Linked DNA regions of Hordeum vulgare: region 1 is linked to region 2. Evidence: chromatin contacts called from public Hi-C data. All regions are on one chromosome and are shown on one strand. Each heading gives the region's core, a stretch centred on a gene start, on an enhancer-like site or on the middle of the called end of the contact. The rest is flanking DNA. Distances are from core to core; before and after follow the strand shown.

Evidence for each region. Hi-C and Micro-C count contacts between places; a contact is called where the count stands out from the background.
Region 1: a contact with region 2 is called in a Hi-C map of leaf, with 3 times the contacts expected there. The contact joins the promoter of LOC123426586 here to the enhancer-like site in region 2. A contact is called at or near these places in 4 of 6 Hi-C or Micro-C datasets (leaf and seedling) and 1 of 1 datasets of contacts at active chromatin or transcription factors (embryo).

What each region holds. Positions count from the first base shown.
Region 1 is chr2H:446,246,590-446,252,658 of MorexV3_pseudomolecules_assembly, reverse strand. LOC123426586 (protein MEI2-like 4) reads right to left here and starts at 4,708. Exons shown (of 14, transcript XM_045110444.1): 1 at 4,237-4,708; 2 at 3,570-3,666; 3 at 2,530-2,870; 4 at 1,697-2,097; 5 at 1,457-1,615; 6 at 1,171-1,287; 7 at 951-1,099; 8 at 1-89. The coding sequence starts at 2,773.
Region 2 is chr2H:445,763,011-445,769,397 of MorexV3_pseudomolecules_assembly, reverse strand. No RefSeq gene overlaps it. Among protein-coding and RNA genes, the nearest start is that of LOC123428072, 430 kb to the left of the region's middle. Within about 2 kb of position 3,992, at least 3 of the 3 cell types and tissues checked have open chromatin away from gene starts, as enhancers often do. A contact at or near this core is called in leaf and seedling, where this site is marked.

The DNA.
Region 1 (6,069 bases), core at 3,459-5,958, 480 kb before region 2:
AGTAAGGTGACGGCAGACTGCTTGCATTTCCTAGCTTGCATGCACCATACTCTTCCTGCTCCAACTCAGGATGCCTATGCCGCATCAAACTGTTGTGCAAAAACTAGCATTACTAACACAGTTGTAAGAATAGCATAAGGAAAGTCAGATGCTCTTGATTTTTCCTCCAAAAGTAAAGTTTAGACAAGCATATAATAATACAAAGAGGGGACGTTCTGCATCAAGTTCTAAAACACATCTTCCTGCACGTCATATGAAAAGACTTTTTTACACCTACCCAATTTCCTCCAAATTTCAAAGCACTATTTTTTGTTGCAGTCCTAAAACGAGGCATATACAAGTATACAACCAACTTTGAAATAAAGTGAAAATGCCAACTAAATAAATAACAAAAAGTCAATCAAGTTAGTGTGTTTAATAACTAAAACATATTTTATTGAAGAGACGGGAATTGCATCAGCCCAGTGTATATTGTATATGTCCAGTGACAATATTTTACCAACTTCACAGCATATGCAGGACGATAAACACCGTGAATTATAAACTTCTTCAATTCGTAGATACCCAGATAACTTTATACAAAGTTGATCTGCGAAGGTTACTGATATTCTGCTACTACTTGAGGCTTCAGGTCTCTTGCTTCCTAATTGGTAGATATAGGTCGTTATGCTAGTTTTGGTTAGTTTTTGTTAATCTTCTTAGCCTTTTTGGTTTCTTGTTTGCTGGTTTCTTAGTTTTTCTGTTGATTTTTGGCTTTCGTTGGTTGTACCTTGTGCCATTTTGATGCCTTCCTCTAATAAAAAACAACAGCATTTTAAAGCGTGTTGGGGAAAAGAAGAACTTCATGAAGGGTAACGGATATAAGGTGTGTAATAAGGCTCATCAAAAAAGCAAAGGCAACTAGAAGCACTAAAAATGGACAGATGCACAAAATTATGGTCACAGTATACCGTTTGCCATCGCCCGGGCAGCAGCGCTCCAATCTGATTTTCTTTCCTGCAATCTCTCTCATGTTCAAAGCATAAAGTGCAGCTTCAGCTGCTCTGATATCAAAAAACTCAACGGATTTGTGATAGCCCTTTTGTGTAGTCTCATGAATCTGATAAAGAAGGAAGTTAGTATCTGCAGTGTACCAGCTGACATAAGAACCGATTAGTTTACGGGACATACCGCCTTGATTTCACCATAGCCACCAAATATATGACGAAGATCATCATTAGTTACAGACTGGTCTAGGTTAATCACTGCAAGCGTACCCTGGTTATTATCATTCTCCAAAAGGTTCTCCTATGGGAACAAAGTCAGCATTAGAACAGAGTCACCAAATACATTTCCAGTGCCAATTAAGTACCAATACAACAAATAATGGTAAGCAAACATCATAGTAATATCACATTAAGTAATGTCAAAGAATCACATCATGTCAAGTCAGAATGGCATTATATCAAGGAAATACCTTTGGGATGGAGTAATGTATTTCAAGTTTCCACTGCCTGAATGGCTTGCTTTGAAGCGCTTTCATGGCACGTTCTGCGGATCTTATATCATAGTAAGATATTATCACTAAACCATGATGTTTGTAGGCAGTGTAAAGTGTTTGGATGTCTCCATATTGCTGCAAAGAAAATAAATGATATCCGGTGAAATATATTGCCTTTAGAGTTGGGACAAAGTCTAGCTGGAAGATGAAACTTACCTCAAATAGGAGTTTCAATTCAGTATCCTCAACATTGGCATTAATGTTTCTGATGAAAAGGGTTCTCGAGGGGTTTTCGCCATACGGTAGGCCATTTAACCCAGTCTGACCAGTGTTGGCTCCACCGTTATGTTTTAGCAACTTGTTATTTTCATCAGCTTCCAATTCCATTCCACCTCCAGTAGAGAATATGTCGTCATCAATGTCATCTATGTTATTAGCACGGGCAGGGTGACCCACATTATAAAGAACACCTGACAATAAGTCGTCGTCATCAGGGAGGAGATTGCCAATCACTTGTGCCTCAATTTCCTGAGTTAGTTCAAAAGGCTCATCATCTGCATGGTTGAGTTCCTTTTCAGCTGGTTGGCCAACAAGGCCATTCTTGGGTGTTAGTCTCACTGCACATCAGCAAATGGGAAGTAATTTAATATTAAGCACTAATATTATTGTGGATTGTTTCTTTTCTCACTTGGATTTAGCATGAAAAACACAGAGACTCTCATTTCTCAATTGGATCTAGCATGAAAATCTAAGGCCAGATTGTCCCATTCCTCACTTGGATGTAGCAAAAAAAGCTCAGATTTCACTGAAGTGAAACAGACGATAAAAGCAAACAAGCTTCTTATTAATAAGCAAAATAAAAATCTTTTCTTCATACTCATCTCCCCTCATCTTTATCTTCTTTTCTTTAGCCTTTCAGTTATCTACATACAATTATTAATATGAACTGAAGGGAGGAGTACCATATTGGATGGCAGCAGTTTATTGTTCAGTGTTGGAGTACTATAATAAATGAAGTAAAAAATGCAAGAGAAGGATCAAGGGCTTACATTTCTTGTCAAAAATGTCAGGAAGGGAGCTTGAGAAAAGTCCATTCTCATATTGGGTTATATTTAGATGTCCCTTTCTAGCATTAGAAAATAAAGCCAACGGCTTCGAAAATGAATCATGTTGTTGTAGAGGATCTTGATCAGCCCTCCAGGGGGTTGGCGGCAGGTTAACATGCCTTTGATGGCCCAACAACTTATGCTCACCAAAGGGGGTTTTCTGGTCCATCAACTTGTATGGCTCCATAAGCCCTAACTGATCCACAACCTTTGTGACAATAGGCTTTAGCTTTCGACTGGAGAAGATGCAACAGACCTACTTCCCAAAATCAGTGGATTTTCTTCTGTTTTTCAAAAAGAAGAAACAAATCAGCCATAAGAACGAACACAAACACTGAGCCTAAAGAGAAGTGATGAAGCAACATCAGCAGTATTTAATGGAATAATCGTTGTAAGCAACATCCATGCGCATCTGTCAATAATCGTGCAGAGGCCGGAGGTATTCCTCCTTTTCTAAAAAAAAAAATCTGTCAATAATCAATACCCAATCACCCCTGTGAGACCATGTGCCTTCCAAATAAGCTGCTTCACCTATATATAGCAAGACAGCTACCTTAAGCTACCTGGAAACAGCGATACACATTCTCCAATCTTGCTCGATCAATTGTCCCATATGTGGAACCTCGGATGCCCCCACATATCCCAACTAAACTGTAACAGTGTTCTGCTGGATCACATTTTATTTAGTCTGACAGAAACTACCCTAAGAATAAACTAATAAGCACCTGCAAATAACACAAATGCTCAGGTAATCACCAACATGCTCAGGAAAACATCCCTGCCTGAAAAGTCCAACTGGCCTCTACAAAAAGAATTCGATAATGATGAAAGGAATTAGCCTAGGTCTAGTTGTTAATGACACTAAGTCACCCCAAAACTGAACCAATTAGTACCCCCTGCCCCAAAGTAAGAAAGAATGCAGTCCATCATTAGACATCATTTAAGGATAGCGAGCAATAATTTGGCTATTGCAGTTGGCTTACCACATGGGAGAAGACGATTCGGACTCCACGGGGAGGTGGAACGGGGGCAGCATGTGGTGCCTCTGCTCCATGGCTGTAGCTGGCATCCTGCTAGTACCTTGAAAGATAGACAGATACCAAGTTTCAACCCCTCAGGTAGCTCGACGAAGCGGATCGAAGAATACACGCGAGAAACTGCTAAAGAAATGCAGTCCCAAGGCCTAGATTTGATCGACCGTGAACGTAAAATCGAACTCCCGAGACTGGGCTATGGAAGAAGGTAGAAATTCTGCAAAATTTAGGACCGGAACAACTCGATTTACCGATTAAAAAAGGTTATGCAAAATTCCGTGCAGAACTATGTGCTCCCAAACTAATTAGCCATAAAACAGCCCAAAAGGCGACGGGAAATTTAATGCTCCTTGTCCTCGACGAGCTCGAAAGAGCACAAGAAACTTGTGATCAAAATAAAAAGGCGGAACAGACCAAAATACTGCCCAACCGCATCAAAGTATCCCCAGAACCCGAGCACAGATCACACAAAGCGAGAAAAATACGCACAAAATTAGCCCCAAACAAATACCTCGCGGAATTCAAACACCATTTTTCTCCACAAATAAAACGCACCGTGAATTTGAACGAAAAAGCGCAAAAAAAGGGGTAGAAACGGAAGAATTTGTAGGCTCACCAGATCGGCAGCTGAGATCCCCTTCAGCTTGTCACAGCCTGGAACTTACCGCAACAGGCAACCCGTGGACGCGCCCGGAAGAGACGGCTCCGTGGCGCAGGCCAAAACGGCTCCCTCGGAGGTCACACGAGGGCGGATCACCCACCGCGCAGCGACGGCACAGCTAATGCCCTTGGCGGGGGGCGGCGAAGCGAGTTCAGAGAGCGAGCTCCATCCTCACGCACGCGCGCACCTAACCCTAACGAGCGAGCGCGGCAGCGGGCGCCCCTCCACTCCTCCCCATTCTTCCTCTTCCTCCTAGGTATGCCGCCGCAGCGCCTATCCGGCGGGGGAATTCCGGCGAGCTGGTGGTGGACTGGCGGTGGTGAGACGACACGAGACGGAGCGGAGACGAAGGCCAAAAAAAAAATCTGTTTAAAGAGCGGCGAAATGCTACACTATTATATTATAATTATTTATTGGACTAAGTGGAAACGCGATACAGAAGGTGCGGGGCCTATATATACCGCGCCCGGTGCGGTCCCCATCGCGGTAGGCTCACCCGCGGCGCACCCCACCGCGGCGCCGGATAGCTCCTTCGCCATTCCGTCCATACGTACCCGGGCCAGGGATCCCATCTGTCAGTGTGCTGGGCCGGGTGTCAGGGAGCGGGACCCACGTGGCTGCGCGTCGGCCCGGGGTGGGAAGCGGCGTTTGGACGGGGACGGAATTATTTCGCGGAGGGGTGGGGGGGTTGGCGCGGTGAGGTGACGCGGAGGTCACGTTCTCCGATTGTCTGGTGTGGGACAGGATAACGCTCACCAGTACGAGTTGTGCGAGATCGATCGGGACTGGACCGCTGGAGTTGCTGCCGCCGAACCACCGGGGATTTCGACGGCTCTTGCTGTTAGGTTGGCACGTTTATACTTGGTGCCACCTTCCGTCTGTTCGAAGAACTCTCCTCCTTTCATAAACGATGGGGGAAATCAGGTTCGTGAGGACTATATTTGAAATCATGTTTTCAAACAAAATATACAAGCTTATGCAATTTGAAACAAACCTAAAGATGCAACATCAACGCTCACCAACATTAAATGTTATTAATTGTCATGAAAGTTACTCCCTCCGTTTGTTATTGATTGCCGTTAAAGTTACTCCCTCCGTTTTAAAATATAAATCTTTCCATAGATTGTACTACGGGCTATATATGAAATAAGATGAGTGAATCTATACTTTAAAATATGTTTATATACATCCATATATGGTTCATGACAAAATTTATAGAAAGACTTATATTTAAGAACGGAGTGAATACATTGTTTGTGTCTCCTCATGTTCTTCGGATACGGCCATGGAAGGTTATGGCCTTTTGGAAGGTGTCCCTAAGCAGAGTGGCGGAGCGAGGAGTTTGCTTCTAGGTATTCTTGTAATATAGAGCATATTATTGGCAGAAGCAATATAACACAGCAACAAACGTACTTTAAAATGGCAATATCGATGATCCAATGACCATACATCGATAATAGTAGCAAAATATCATTGTGACAACATCTGAAACAAATAAGAAAGATTACAAACAACAACAACAAATACAATATAACTTTACGACCCCCTTTTTTGAAGAGATTGCTGACATCCTAATTCTCTTTCAACAAATGTAACCAAGCAATTGTTTAAATATTCAGCATTCTTTCTTAGTGGATTCTTCATGTATTTCATTGAGGAAGAATGAACACCAACTTACGAAGTTTGAAAACAATATAATATTGTTCATTCTTTCTTGACTCAACCAATTAGTGAAAATGATCAAGAGAAGTAGTGGTCACTGGGTTCATTATGTTCATCTAGCAATGA
Region 2 (6,387 bases), core at 2,743-5,242:
ACTCACCACCGCCACTCTTCTTCTTAACATTTGACTGTGTCGTCCCTATTGGAACTACGCCCTTCATCGCCTCCTCTTCGATGCACCTCCATCATATGATGGTTTTTGCATATTCAGGTTTCTTTGTTATCCTGCATCACGTCTACCACACCCCCCACAAACTTGCACCATGCTCAGTTCCATGCATATTCCTCAGCTATCCCTCGAACACCAAAGGTTCTTGGTGTTATGATCCTGTCTCGCATCATGTGTACACCTCATGACACTGTACTTTGATTAGAATGTGTTTCCTTTTCACCAGGTACCATCGTCCGCAGCGCCTTCATCGGAGCCACTCGCCACGCCACCTGCACGGTGCGGGTCCCGGACGTGGTCTCCCACTTCCTCTCTGGTTCAGTGATTGCTCCCTCCTCCACCACTTGTCACGACCGCCTATGCAGCCTCTTATGGTGTTACTATTGTGGTCGAGTCGGACCCGGCATCTCTATCGGGTGCCTCCGCTAGGGCCTCTTGGGCTGCTGCCTCGGGACAGGCGAACGACGGCATCACAGCATCCAACACTACCGCGCGGTGCTGGCTCCACTGCTAGCTCACCTGCCAACTCCTCTACGACGGGCTCGTCTCCACCCCTGCCCGTCGCCCAGCCTGACCGCCTACTACACCGCCTCTTGGCATGATGACACATGGGCCTGCATTGGTGTACATCGGCCAAGCACGCGCTACACATTGGATGAGTATGTGTGTGCCGCATCTACATTGACACCATCACCCATTCTATCCTCCGCTCGCGCAACCCTTCTTGATCCTCATTGGCTTGCAACAATGCGAGAGAATTTCGATGCGTTGTAGTGCAACCGCACGATGCATCTTATTACCCGACCTCCCCAGGCCAACATCATCAGTGGCAAGTGGGTGTTCCACCACAAGACACGTTCGGATGGATCCCTCGAGCGCTACAAAGCTCGTTAGGTGGTTCGTGGATTTCGGTAGCATGCAGGTGCGGACTTGACACCTTCGCCCCGGTTGTCAAACCGGGCATGATCCACACAGTCCTATAGTTGATAGTTTCTTGTTCATGGCCAGTACATCAGCTAGACGTCTCCAATGCTTTCTTGCATGACCACCTTGCCGAGAAGGTATACTGTTAGCAGCCCAATGGCTTCGTCGACACCGAGCATCCAGATCACATGTGCTTGTTCTACGGGATGAAGCAGGGCCCATGGGAGTGGTACTAGCGTATTGCGGCATTCCACAACAACTTGGATTTTGGTCCACATGCTCCGATGCTTCCCTCTTCATCTATCATCACAGAGCTGCTACTACCTACCTTCTGCTCTATGTTGACGACATCATCCTGGCGGCATCCTTTCATGAGCTTCTTCACTAGCTCATGGCTCCCCTTGGTGCTGAATTTTCCCTCAAGGACTTGGGGCCACTACATTACTTCCTTGGCATCGAGGTGGTTGGCGCGCCGATGGCTTCTTTCTACATCAGCAGAAGTACGCCCACGAGCTTCTTGAGCGAGCTGGCATGCTTAACTGCAATCCTGCTGCCATGTCTATCGACACGAAGGCTAATGTTTCTGCCATGGAGGGCTCTCCCGCGCTCGACGTAGAGTTTTTTCGCTTCATCGTTGGTGCCTTGCAGTACGTGACGCTGACATGCCCGGACATGTAGTATGTTGTTCAGCAGGTGTGCCTCCATATGCATTCCCCGTGCGACTCCCACTAGACCTTGGTGAAGCGTATTCTTCGATACGTATGCGGTACTATGTCTCTGGGACTCATGCTAACGGCCTACGCCTCCACTGACATCGTTGCCTATTCTGATGCGGACTGGGTTGGCTGCCCTGACACTCAACGTTCTACACTAGGCTACCGTGTCTACCTCGGGGCCTCGCTGATCTCGTGGTCGTCCAAGCGACAATCCACGGTGTCTCCCTCGAGTGCCGAGGCGGAGTATCGGATAGTAGCCAATGTTGTTGTCGAATTCTCTAGGCTCCGTCTGTTGCTCCACGAGTTGCTTTGGGATATTAACAAGACCATGATTGTCTAGTGTGATAATGTATCCATCGTCTAGCTCTCCGCCAACCATGTCCATCATCGCCGCACAAAGCATATCGACTCGATATTCACTTCGCACGTGAGCACATGGCGCTTGGGCGTGTTTGGGGTACTCCATGTCCCTATAACCCAACAGTTAGCCGGTGTTATGACTAAGGGGATGCCGACTTTCGTCTTCGAGGAGTTCCAGTCCAGTCTCAGCGTCTTCGAGACAAGTAGAGGTCTTATATGCAGATGTATAGTACCACAGTTTATGTATTATGTACTGTCGTGCCTCCCCTCTCCCCATATATTTGTATTCATTGGGAGACAAGTAGAGGCCGTCCCCTTGTACTTATATATGTGCTCGTGCGCACAATCAATCATTGTAGATGCATGCAATCCCTATCTCACAGTTTATGACCTAGGTGCCCCTTGGTACGTATATAAGCTAGGGGTTTTAATCTTTAGAGACACGATTACAGCCTTATGGTTTAGAACACAATCTTACGATCTCAAGGTAGATCATCTTACACTCTGTACCCCATCATATCAATACAGTCAAAGCATGATGTAGAGTTTTTACCTCTTCCTGAGTGCCCGAACCTGGGTAAACATCTCCTTCCTTCGTCTCCCGTTACTATTGATCCTCGACCTACAGCTCGGGACCCCCTACCAGAGATATGTCGGTTTTAGCATCGAAATCACCATCGAGCAGTGGTGCGAGGCTCATGCATGCAACCACAATGCCCTTTCCCATAGTAACGGCAACAACATGTGGGAGTGCTTAAACGAGTTCCACGACCAGCTCTCACCGATGACGAAGAAGCTCCCCGAGGTGGAGATTGTGCACCACATCGTGAAGGAGACGGTGGCGGCTGCCGAGTACTTTCCCCACGTGAAGCCATGAGCCGCCACCGGCCCTCCGTCGAGCTATGTTTTTTTTAGTTTGTCTATGTGTGATGAACTCGAGTTTGTTCCGGACTGATCTATCTAACGGGAACCTATTTAAGTTTAAAAATTTAAGTTCGTGTATCTGTTTTGTGCGAGGGAAGAACTTCCCGCAAAACCGGTTCACGATTTATGGCGAACCATAAATTGATTTTGCGGTTAGGAAATTTAACACATGTACATTTTGAGGCTTTTTGGTTAGTGACTAAGTTGGCCAAAGGTTGCCACACCTAAGGTTAGACAAGTTTGACCAATTTAGGTGGGTGTTTGATTCAAGTCACACATTTGACAAACCATACTAGGATCCCACATCACATACACACATAAAAGTACGAGAAGATTTCTTTAGGCTTGCCAATGTATGACTCTTATTTTAAAGAACTAACCTTAGATAAATATGAAGTGTGACAAACAACATTTCCCATGGGCCGGGCCTTAGATAAAAGAACTAACCTTAGATAAATATGAAGTGTGACTCGTATTGCTAGATGTAGAGCCAAACAACTCCTTCATTTCAATTAGATCTGGCCATGGCAGTCCGCTCCGGTCGACCCGACCCAACCCAGCCCAAAAAAGCCCAGCCGGGCCCGACACAACATTTCCCATGGGCCGGGCCTGGGCCTAGATCTTGAGTCCGATGGCCGGGCTCGGGTCTAGCAATTTTGCAGTTTAAGTAAGAGGCCCGACCCGAGTCCCAATGGGATTTTTCACCAATGAGACAGGCTTGGACCTGATTTTTAGGCCCGATGGCCAGATCGGACCGGGTTTGGGCCTAGGTTTTTTGCATCAGGCTTTAATGGGTCCGGCCCAAAACGGCCCAAGGATGGCCAGGTATGGTCTCAATTGACGTTTCCTTCCGCGCCGAAAGGGTTCAAATAACCAGAGGTCCGCTCGCGTCCTTTCACGTTTCACCCTTACGGCGGCTTAAAGCGGTCGCTCTCTTGGGTCCCGCGACTTATCCGAGGATAAGTTGATCGCCACCGTCGCGTTGTCGCGTTCAGTGGGACCGGTCTTGTTGCGAGCGTGTCGTTGTGGTAGTGGCCACGCGCTCTGTTCGGCCCCCAGGTATCAGTGGGTTCGCTCCCCTGGTAGAGAAGCGGGTATGGTTGGCGTACGTAGCGGAAAGACGCGAGAATTTCTCTGTCCGGGTTAGGTCACGGGTTTGCTTGGAAGATTCGGAGGAATCGAAGGAGCAGGTGACGGTTTTATTGTTGTTTTTTCACTGGATTGTGCACCCGCATCGGCACGGCTTGTCTCACAAGCAAGCACTGAATTACGTGAGCTGACAGCGTACGAATCAGCGAACCAGGCTGTGCGGGGCTAGAGATTTTAAAACGGGGGCAGACTGAGTGGTGCACGCAATCGCTTGCCTGCCCGGTTCAGTACAGCAGGCAGGTAGTGCGTGCGAGAGCCGAGAGCCCGCGCCGAAACGGAAAACGGGGAGCCGGAGAACAATGGCGTGCACATATTTTGACGCGGAACTGCGAAGAGGGGAAGCATCCTATCGCCGTGGAGTGTGAGGCCAGGCTGGTCAGGACCACAGTTTCTGTATGTGCGCCCACGCGCGTGCAACACATTGCACATGTTGCAAGCCTGCAGGGGATGCTAAACCGAAGGCGAAGCTAGTGGCGTGACCGTAGCCCCAAACGGACAGCCGGGATGAGAAACCCTCCCGCCAAGTCCGGCCGGCCGCTGAGGCGCGTGTCTGTCGCGTGAGCGACACGCCCGGCCGGGCACCTATCGTGCGATAAGGTTACCCATCCAAACCTGACGATGACTACTGCAGCAGCCGTTCGATCGCGATCGGGTTATGGGGCGGTAAGTCGTCGCGTCATCGCACGAGATCGGGCACGGCACTTGCCCACAAGCATCGCGGGAGTGGACGTTCCCTAGTAGCAGAAAAAAAAGCATATCAGGGGTGGTCCCCTTCCTTTGAGACGTGGGCCTGCAGCTGTCAGTGATTGCGTGGGTGTGGGCACTGGTTCGGACGAACAGTAAATATAATACATGGGTTCATGGGCTCATGGCCCGTGTGCGGTTTTAAAAAATGGACGCGGCGGGGACCAGGTGCTGATGGTGATGCTCTCGTGGATGCTGTTGAACAGTTGAAGGCCTCACTCTGTTGTGTATATGGCTTTTTCTTCCGTTTGCCTTTCCAGATCCTCGGCCGCTCACTCTTCCCTCTTTTTGTCTTTCCCTCTCAAAAGAGGGATCGCGGGGAGAAGATCAATGGTAACAGAAAATGATAATAACTTTCTCTTTTTACAACTGGGTTTCAGCGATCAAGTAATTTGTACTATGTACTTAGTTAAAATATACTTTTCTCAAAACAAAAAAGAACATACCGATTAATAAAGATGAGACGGGTTTTCTTTCTTACTTTCTTTTTGCATGTTTTCGTTCATTTCCACAAACCCGGTGAACTCAAATTCAGTTTAGAGCCGACATATGGTACTTACAAGATTAAGCGTGCTTTACAGGAACACATAAATTTGAACTCGCATGTTGGCCACACATGCGATTTACTCCCTTTTACCTACACACGTTTTATTTGCAAACAATATTGGAAAAGAAAAAAGAGCCTGGCACGTTTTCCAGAGCACTTTTTAGGCTAAAATTTTAATGGGTGAATTGTTTTTCCTTATCGTTTTGTTAGGCTTTTTAGAGAGTTTTGAGACACTTGCCATCATAGTAATTTTTGTCGCAATTTTTAATCGTCGCAGCCCCGAATTGCTCCAGAAAAAAAAATATCAATCTTTTTCGTGCATATCCTGTTTTTGGTCATACGGAAGAGTTTTGAGACACTCGCCATTATAGTGATTTTCTGAAGAAAAAAAGAGCGCAAAAAAAGAGAAAATCAGAGTGGCTTTTCCTTGCTTACGTGTCGCCGTGACTTTGTTGGTGTTATAGGATCGCGTCTCTAGTACGGTCTAGCCTAAGACCAGCACGGTACCGTCGTTGAGCATCTTTTCAACTTTGCATCTCTGAACTGATTATTGCCGACCCTTCTTGCTACCATATTATAAGCCTTCCCAGCTTCACATACATCTACATCGTGTGTGTGACACCACCTGGTAATGGCTCTATCCAAGCTTTGAGAGTTTTGACTATACCGGTTGCCGATCGCCACCTGTTGCTGGGTAAGAATTGGTAAGAAATTGAGATTTGCTTGATGGATTTGTGACACACCACCACCACTTCCTAAGAGTGTGTAGGTTCATATTCTTTTGTGTTCCCATTGCTGCTAACCATGCCAGGATCAGACGACGAGGACATCGACTGGAAGAACCTGACCAACCGGGAGCTCCATGATAAATTTTAGCAAATGATGTCTGACGAGGTACAAGATTTCGTCACCACCTTTGGAGAGGCCATGGACAAGCTATAAGGTATG